Linked DNA regions of Canis lupus: all the other regions are linked to region 1. A link is a contact called in public Hi-C data. All regions are on one chromosome and are shown on one strand. The core of a region is the stretch at or near the end of the contact, and the rest is flanking DNA. Distances in the headings are between cores, read along the strand shown. Region 1 holds the start of ETFBKMT (electron transfer flavoprotein beta subunit lysine methyltransferase). Region 2 holds the start of DNM1L (dynamin-1-like protein). Region 3 overlaps BICD1 (protein bicaudal D homolog 1).

Region 1 (2,955 bases), core at 284-2,783:
ATCCTTCCTTCTAAAAGAAGCACAGCCATTCCTGCAAAAGCAAATGAGAAGGATGCCTCTGGGGTTGTTACCTGGAACAAGGTTTCATCTCCTTCTAAGTAGTTCCTAGAGGTTCCAGTTTGTAGGGAAAGTGGGAAACCCCTCGAACAGAGGGCCGAGATGGAGAACAGAAGCAACAGCCTCTAATTTTGAACAGGTGGCTGCCAAACCATTCCCCCAATTGCAGATTCAGGTGCAGAAACCCGATTTGCCTGTTCCTTACTGGAGGTCAATTTTCTTTCTCCTTTGACACCCCAGAGAGGGTTTTCAGGGTCAGGTACGGAGGCGAGTGGAGTTTGGAATAGGTGGAGGGTTGCAAGATGGACACGTGGGTCCAGAACTTGAGTGATAAAGGTTGCAAACAGATTTATAGTGTATATCTATGAAAATTAGAAAAGAGAGGACGTCCTTCGGGATTTAAGCTGTCACGGAGGGCTTACGGTGCGTCTGGGTTGCTCCGCGCTGCATGCCTGGTGCCCAGGTGTGCGTAGGGGCTGTGGAGGAATTGCCCCGAGAGGTGCCACTTTGGCTTGTGGATCTTTTTTTTTTTTTTCATATGTGTGTGTGTGGATTATTTGGCTTGTGGATCATTTCTTTTCTTTCTTTTTCTTTTTCTTTTTCTTTTTTCTTTTCTTTCTTTCTTTTTTTTTTTTTTTTTGTTTTGTTTTTTGTGGATTATTTCTGAGCTGAAAACCATCAAGGTATAAAAGACTCAGGGAGAAACTGGCCTCCTCCAACTGCTTAAAAGAATTTAAACATGGGACGCCTGGGTGGCTCAGCGGAGGAGCACCTGCCCTCGGCCCAGGGCGTGATCCTGGGGTCCCGGGATCGAGTCCCACGTCGGGCTCCCTGCATGGAGCCTGCTTCTCCCTCTGCCTGTGTCTCTGCCTCTCTCTGTGTCTCTTAATAAAAATAAAAAAAATAAAAAATTTCAACAGAGGACCTGCTCCAGAAGAGATCTCTCACCATAGGTAACTGCAGTACCGTGGGACGCAGGTGAGACAGGTAGGAGTTTAGCAAAGTCTGACGATCGCTCTCGCCATCCCCTTGCTTCTGTGCGGCCCAGCACACATTTACTCCTTGTCGTCTTCTGTGAATTACTCTCCTTCCCTTTGAAGAGCCCAACTCCCTTCACCTTAGCTCAGGATGACACCCAGAGCTCCTCGCCCCTTCTGTCTCCGCACTGGCGTCCCCCCAGGCACAACATGCAACTCGGGGTTGTTCTGCGGATGTGTTTAAGGCCAATGTAATTCTGCGAGCAGCTGGAAGCAGCTTTGTAGGGTGGAGGAAGGGAAGAGCAACGCTGCCCCGTCTCCAAGGCGTGGCTGGCACAGAGCAGACGCTCCACAGTTTGACTGGATTTCGCAGGAACCGGAGCTCGGGGTCCCTCCCTCGCTGAGCGACCTCAGGTGCCCCGCTCCTCCTCGGGAGGCCCGGCCCCTTTAAGAAAGGTTGGCAAAGGCGGAGAGGCTGCTGGGAAGGGGGGCGGGACCCGCGCTCCGCGCTCCGCACTGGGAGCCCAGCGTCCGCCTCCCCGCGGGGCCGCCGCGCGCCGGGTGCGGCTCTAAAGCATGCCGGGAAAGACGCTCAAAGGCGAGGGCTTAGCTTCCCCGCGCGCTCATAGCCCAGCCTGGGAAGGACAAAAGGACTGCGCCTGCGCCTTTAAGGCGGACTCCCGTTCTCGGAGGGAAATAACGTGGTCACGGACGCGTTTGGAGCTTCCCCCTTTTAACCCGTCCTCTCTCCTCAACAAGGAACGCAGGTACCGACCGAGTGTGCCGCGCCCAGTCCCGGGTTCCCAGAGGATGCTTCACGGGGGCGGGGAGGCGCCGCGCTAGCCCGCGGGGTGTCCCGAACCACAATCCTCTTTGCTGTGTTTTAAAAAAACATTTCAATTAATTATTTATTTTTACTTATTCATGAGAGAGAGAGAGAGAGGCAGAGGGAGAAGCAGGCTCCATGCGGGGAGCCCGACGTGGGCCTCGATCCCGCGACCCGGGATCCCGCCCTGGGCCACCCGGGCGTCCCTGCTGTGGTTTTGGTTTTGGTTTTACGGATTTTATTTATGCCTGCGCCTCTCATGAATAAATACATAAAATCTTTAGAAAAAAAATAAGGGTTTTATTTGAGAGCGAGCACTGTGTGGGGAGGGGCAGAGATGGAGGGAGCAGCCGAGTCCCCACTGCATAGGGAACCCCTATGGGACTTGATCCCGGGACCCCGGGACCCCGGGGTCATAACCTGAGCCAGACGCAAACGCTCAACAGCCTGAGCCGCCCAGGCACCCGCTCCGCTGTGTTTTTAAGCTTAGGCCTCGGCCCTGAAGGGCAGACCCAGCACTTCCTAACGGGATCAGTCCAGTGAGAGAAGCGAGGCTGTCGGAGACCCTGGGGTCCCGGGGCGTGGTGGGGGGTGACACCCACTGAGAATCTAGCCCGAGCTCACACACAGGTGGCCTGACGGGCATTTCGCCTGCCTTGTGTTCTGATATATTTATATATATGAATTAAATGTATTAATATACTAAATATATAATACATAATCTTTATGTCACATTTAATTTAAATATATATTAAATATTAAATATATATTAACATGTAATTTAATCATATATATACTATATTAATACATCAAATATATATTAATTTAAATTAAATATATTGTATAATATACTATAATACATATAATGTATTATAATGTATATATTATATAATCATATAATTTAATTATATAATTATATAATATGTGATAATATATATTGACACAATATATAATTATAATACATATTTAAAGATTTTATCTATTTATTCATGAGAGACACACAGAGACGCAGGCAGAGGGAAAAGCAGGCTCCACGCAGGGAGCCCGACGTGGGACTTGATCCGGAGTCTCCAGGATCACGCCCTGGACTGAAGG
Region 2 (2,955 bases), core at 339-2,838, 900 kb after region 1:
CTATCTTGTTTGTCACTTTCTAGGGGCTAGGGATACATCCGTAAATAGCCCAAAATCCCTGGCTTCTAGGAGTTGATATTCTAGCAAGAGCAGAGAGTCAACCAACTCAATATGTAGCATGTGAGATGGACACAAATACTATGGAGAAAAAAAATAAAGGAATGGGGCTTTTTCCTCACCTATTTTAAGATTATTTGAGAGAGAGAGAGAGAGAGAGAGAGAGAGAGAGAGAGCAGGAACTGGGGGAGGGGCAGAGGGAGAAGCCAACTCTTGGCTGAACAGGGAGCCCCACTGGGCCTCCATCCCAGGTCCCCAGGATCATGACCTCAGCCCAAGGCAGGTGCTTTACGGACTGCACCACCCAGGCACACCTCTTATCAACTACTTTAGATCTTTGCTCAAATGTCACCTTTTTTATTTATTTATTTTTTTTTTGAGATAAATCTTTGGAGGTTTGGAGTAGAGGAGAGGTATCTGTCTAAAAAGAAAGGCAGGGATCCGTGGGTGGCTCAGCGGTTTAGCACCTGCCTATGACCAGGGCGTGATCCTGGAGTCCGAAGATCAAGTCCCACGACGGGCTCCCTGCATGGAGCCTGCTTCTCTCTCTGTCTCTGTGTGTCTCTCATGAATAAATAAAATCTTTAAAAAAATAAAGAATAGGGGATCCCTGGGTGGCGCAGCGGTTTGGCGCCTGCCTTTGGCCCAGGGCGCGATCCTGGAGACCCGAGATCGAATCCCACGTCGGGCTCCCGGTGCATGGAGCCTGCTTCTCCCTCTGCCTGTGTCTCTGCCTCTCTCTCTCTCTCTCTGTGACTATCATAAATAATAAATAAATAAATAAATAAAATAAAAAAAATAAAGAATATAAAAAGGCAAATTTTGACTACTACCGTAGGTGCACTTAGCCAAAAAAAAAAAAAAAAAGCAAGGCAGTTCTCAGATCGATTTCCACTTTGCCAGGAGTCAGGGCAAAATAACATTTTATACAGAATATAGAGAACAAGGGCTTAGCCCTTTCCCTCCAAAAACTCTTCACCTAAGATTCTTTCTGAACATGCTATTTTGAAGACGTTTTCACAAAAATCTTGGGAGAACCCGCGTGTTCTAACTGGGACCGACGTTCTGTTTGTTTTGCTTTGTTTTGCAAAATAGCCGCGCACGCCCTCTGCAGAATCAGCCTCCACACCCCGAGCACCTGGTTGGGGCGCCAGAGGCGACGAGCTATTCCTTTAAGTCTCTTCAACCCGTCCCTGTTAAGCAAGCTTCTGCATAAGGAAATGGCATCTTGGATCATCAGGATACTCCGCTGTACTTAACACATATTCCCTTCCGGCATTTTCACCCTCGTTGCGCCCCGCAAATGGGCGTAAGTGGGTCTCTTCCTTCCCACCCTCGCGGCCTGGCTCCCCAGCCTTCCGACACGAGCCCGCGCAGCCGGCCTTCCCAGCTCCTCCTTCCGCCCGGCGCCGCACAGCCTTCTGGAAGCCGTAGGCCCCCCGCGGTCCTCCACCCCCCCCAGAACTACAACTCCCGGCAGACTTTGCTCCTCTCCACCTTCCTCTTAGCGCACGGCCCGCCGGGAGGGGGCAGGTAGCGGGCGGGCGGGGTCCAATGGGTGCCGGCTCCCGAGGAGAGGGCGGAGGAGAGGAGGAAGGAGGCGGACTCTGGGCCCCGGCCCCATTCATTGCCGCGGCCGGCCGGGCGAGGGTCCCGCGTTCTCGGAGTCATGGAGGCGCTAATTCCTGTTATCAACAAGCTCCAGGATGTCTTCAACACGGTGGGCGCCGACATCATCCAGCTGCCTCAGATCGTCGTGGTGGGGACGCAGGTAAGCGACGAGGGCGGTGTCCGCTCAGGCCGGAGCCCCGGCGCGGGCCCGGTGGGGGGCTCGCGGCGGCGCCCGCTCCCGGCTGGCCTTTGCGGCCTTTGCGGCCTTTGCTGGGGGCGCCGGGGCTCCCCGGGCTCGGCCGCGCCTCTCCGCCTGGGGCTGCGTTGCTCGGGGCCTGGGAATCCGGGCCCGGTCGGGAGGCGAGGGGCGGAGCCGGCGCGGCGGGCCCCGCGGGTCTCGGGGGCGGGCTGGGGGAGGGACCCGCCGGCGGGCGGAACTGGAGCCCGTGGGGACCGGGCGCGGCTGGGCCGGCGGGCGGCTGCTTGCAAGGGCAGCTGGGGGACGCGCGGGGCACGCGGGGCCACCCTGGGCTCGTGGTGGGCCAGCTGGCCCTCCTCGGGTAGTTTTAGGGAGCGTGGCTTTTTTTATTCCTCTCCTTGGCTTGCTCCGGGGATGCGGAGTCAGTTTTGGAGCGGCCGGGTCGGGGCCGAGAAGGCCGCAGCTGTCTGACAACCTGAGTGTTTGCCTGCAGTGCGATCCCTTCAGGGTTCGAGATCGCCGAAGCAATTACAAAAAAAAAAAAAAACAAAAAACAAAACCCAAAAAGCAAAAGGAGCCCTCCAAAACAAACAAACAAACAAACAAACAAACAGAAACATCTCCCTCGAAACCACCTGTACTTGGGAAGGAATAACCAGTTTTAATGCATAGACTGTGGTTTTTGTATTCCATCCAAATTGGGCATCAAGGTTCTCAGGTCTTTTCGTTTTTGGGTCTCCTAGATAACATCGTATTTAATAGGCAGAAATGTCGAAGAAATAAATTATTTCTAGAGTGACAGAGAAGTAGTACAAGTTTCATTTTTTCTGCCTGCTGTGTTTCTTGGTTTAAGAATCCTAGGACTTTTTTTTTAAGCGTTCAGAGAAACACATTATAGAGATTACTTGATATATTGATTTTAAGTGTTTTCATTTCTTAATCTATTCGGTTGAGAAGGGGACGGTTTACTCATTTTCTATTGCTGTATCTTGCTACAGCATTTTAGAGTATAAATATTACGAGAGGGAATTTAATGGTCAAAGTACTATAGAATATTTTCAAACACTTGGAGACCATAGACATTCTGT
Region 3 (2,955 bases), core at 145-2,644, 580 kb after region 1:
CCAGCATGGGGCTTGATTCTAGAACCCTCAGATCATGACCTGAGCCAAAATCAAGAGTCAGCTGTTTTAACTAACTGAGGCGCCCAGGTGGTCCTCTCACCCTTAACTGACCATAAGGCTACACAGGGTAAAGTCAGGTAAAGTCAACATTCTTCACCTCCCTTGGAAGTGTCATGTGATTAGTACCAGTCAGTGGGATTTAAGAAGTGATATGGGCACCTTTTGAGACATATTCTTAAAGAGAAGGAGTGTGCCCCTTACTTTGGCCCACTGCTTGAGACATGATCAAGCCACCTTAGATCATATGGACCAGAGTAGGAGGCAGTGCAATATGATAGAAGAAGCCTGGTTCCTGGATGACCTCATGCAGCTGAGAATCCTGCTGGCCCTTGACTGTATCTCCATAGTGTTACATGAGAAAGAACCAAGCTTCTATCTAGATTAAATTACACTTATCTAGGTCTCTGTTACATCAGCCAACCCTCCATCTGACCTAAACCTGTATCAAAAACTGTTATCCTGGGCAACCCTGGTGGCTCAGCGGTTTAGGGCTGCCTTTGGCCCAGGGTGTGATCCTGGAGTAGTCCCCTGCAGGGAGCCTGCTTTTCCCTCTGCCTGTGTCTCTGCCTCTCTCTCTCTGTCTGTCTCTCATGAATAAATAAATCTTAAAAAAAAAAAAAAAAAAAAACCTGTTATCCTAACCTTTGCAAGATAATCCATTGCACTGAGGTTATGTGAAGAAGGGGGATGGGGTGGGGAGTGGAATATAAAAAGATGAAAATGGTAATGGTCCATGATCCTTATTCTTTCATTTTTAAAAATATTTCTTGGAGTGCCTGGGTGGCTTAGTTGGTTAAGCATCTGCCTTCAGCTCAGGTCATGATCTCTGAGTCCTGGGATTGAGCCTTGCCTCTGGCTCCCTGCTCAGTGGGGATTCTGCTTCTGCCCCTCCTCTGCTCATGCATGCTCAATCTCTCTCTCTCTCTCAAATAAATAAATAAATAAAATCTAAATACATAAATAAATAATAAAATATTTCTTGAAAAACAAATTTGAATATAAACAGTAAAATAAATGTACAACAAAGCACATAGTTTATATTAGTATCTAATATCTATTATATTACCTTTTCTAGTTTATTTTTTCATTCATAATAGCAAACATTTGTTGAAGAGCAGAATTCAGTTGAAATACTATGACAGTATATTGAAGCACTGAGGGACACTTGGGTGCATAACAAGTATTTGTTTCTTCTGAGGAGACTTCAGTATAGTTGTGGAGATAAAATAGTTATTAAAAAGTAGCATGTAATTAGTGCCATGGACAAGGCCTCAAAGAAGGCCTGTCGGTGTAGAGACCTCTTTCCCTTTGGGGCTTTCATGACCAATAGTGTGTTTACACAGGCTATTTGGTTCTCAATTTAAAGGAATATTACAGGGCAGCCTTGGTGGCTCAGCAGTTTAGGCCACGGTTTAGCGTTGCCTTCAGGCCAGGGCCTGATCCTGGAGACCCGGGATTGAGTCCCATGTTGGGCTCCCTGTGTGGAGCCTGCTTCTCTGTCTGCCCATGTCGCTGCCTCTCTCTGTCTCTCTCTCTCTTTCTCTGTGTCTCTCATGAATAAATAAAATCTTAAAAATAAAGGAATATTACATTGATGACAATATATGTTTTTTTATTATCAGATAATCAATCAGTACTGTTATTCCAGATTAAGCACATAAAATTTTTCTTTGAAAAAAAAAAAATTTTTTCTTTGCTTCATTTTACTCTCAAACATAATTTGAGATTAAATTCTTATTATGATCTTTTAGGTTATTTATCTTTAAATATAAAAATTTTCTCATCATAGGACAGAGTAATAGTGATGATAAGATATTTTCTAGGTTGTAAATATTCCAATACTTATTTTTTTTATTCCTGTTTTTTTTTTAAGGCAAACAGTGCCCCCTTTTGGCCATTGGTCCTCATAAAAAGAAATTCTAAGACCCCTTTTTCATCTCTACGAAGAATTTAGTTTACATATATGAATTATATAAAACTATTTATAAATTATATATTAGTTATATAATAATACATTATAAATTATATGTAATTTCCAAAGAAACCATCCTATGTTACCTTAAGAGTATATATACTGTGTGCTTTTTTTTTTTTTTAGTTAACATACAGTGTTATATTAGTTTCAGGTATACAATAAAAGTAGTGTAACATTTCAATTTTTTAAACAATTAGGTCTGCTAGAGTGGTTAATGGCAGTTTTGTAAGACCCAAATTTTAGTTTTATGAATCTTCTTTATCCTATCTAATTCAGGTTGAATATGAAGGCTTAAAGCATGAGATTAAGCGATTTGAGGAGGAAACTGTGCTATTAAACAGCCAACTGGAAGATGCCATCCGGTTGAAAGAAATCGCGGAGCATCAACTGGAAGAAGCCCTTGAGACCTTAAAAAATGAGAGGGAGCAAAAGAACATCCTGCGGAAGGAGCTCTCCCAGTACATCACCCTCAATGATAACCATATCAGCATCTCTGTAGATGGCCTCAAGTTCACAGAGGATGCCAGTGAACCAAACAATGATGACAAAATGAATGGGCATATCCATGGGCCCCTTGTGAAACTGAATGGAGACTATCGGACTCCCACTTTAAGGAAAGGAGAGTCTCTACACCCTGTTTCTGACTTATTCAGTGAGCTGAACATTTCAGAAATACAGAAGTTGAAGCAGCAACTAATGCAGGTAAGATCTCTTTTAGGGCTGTTAGAGTGGATTTCTTGTAGACTGCATGTCATCTGTTTTGGGATTTCTTGTTCTCATATTTTACTTCTAGCTTATTTTTTGAGATATTGCTTCTTCAACTAGCAACTTTAAAAGTACAGTATTTTTTTTTGAAAGACACAACAGAAGAGGTGTTGAAATCTCATTTGCATCGCTTTAAGAAATATATTATAGAGTCA

Evidence for each region. A called contact is a pair of places that touch in the nucleus more often than the background predicts.
Region 2: a Hi-C map of blood shows a contact between it and region 1, with 4 times the contacts expected there. The contact joins the promoter of DNM1L here to the promoter of ETFBKMT in region 1. A contact is called at or near these places in 2 of 9 Hi-C or Micro-C datasets (both in blood).
Region 3: a Hi-C map of skin fibroblasts shows a contact between it and region 1, with 2.5 times the contacts expected there. The contact joins the enhancer-like site here to the promoter of ETFBKMT in region 1. A contact is called at or near these places in 4 of 9 Hi-C or Micro-C datasets (amygdala, blood, liver and 1 more).

Annotation. Positions count from the first base shown.
Region 1 is chr27:29,459,105-29,462,059 of UU_Cfam_GSD_1.0, forward strand. It overlaps ETFBKMT (electron transfer flavoprotein beta subunit lysine methyltransferase), which reads left to right and starts at 1,534. Exons shown (of 3, transcript XM_038577206.1): 1 at 1,534-1,801. The coding sequence starts at 1,611. LOC106557923 (a long non-coding RNA gene) reads right to left here and starts at 1,608. Exons shown (of 4, transcript XR_005380012.1): 1 at 72-1,608.
Region 2 is chr27:30,359,669-30,362,623 of UU_Cfam_GSD_1.0, forward strand. DNM1L (dynamin-1-like protein) reads left to right here and starts at 1,589. Exons shown (of 19, transcript XM_038577238.1): 1 at 1,589-1,828. The coding sequence starts at 1,612.
Region 3 is chr27:30,036,152-30,039,106 of UU_Cfam_GSD_1.0, forward strand. BICD1 (protein bicaudal D homolog 1) reads left to right here. Exons shown (of 10, transcript XM_038577222.1): 4 at 2,312-2,737. Among named protein-coding and RNA genes, the nearest start is that of FGD4, 71 kb to the right of the region's middle. Within about 2 kb of position 1,395, at least 2 of the 20 cell types and tissues checked have an H3K27ac peak or open chromatin away from gene starts, as enhancers often do.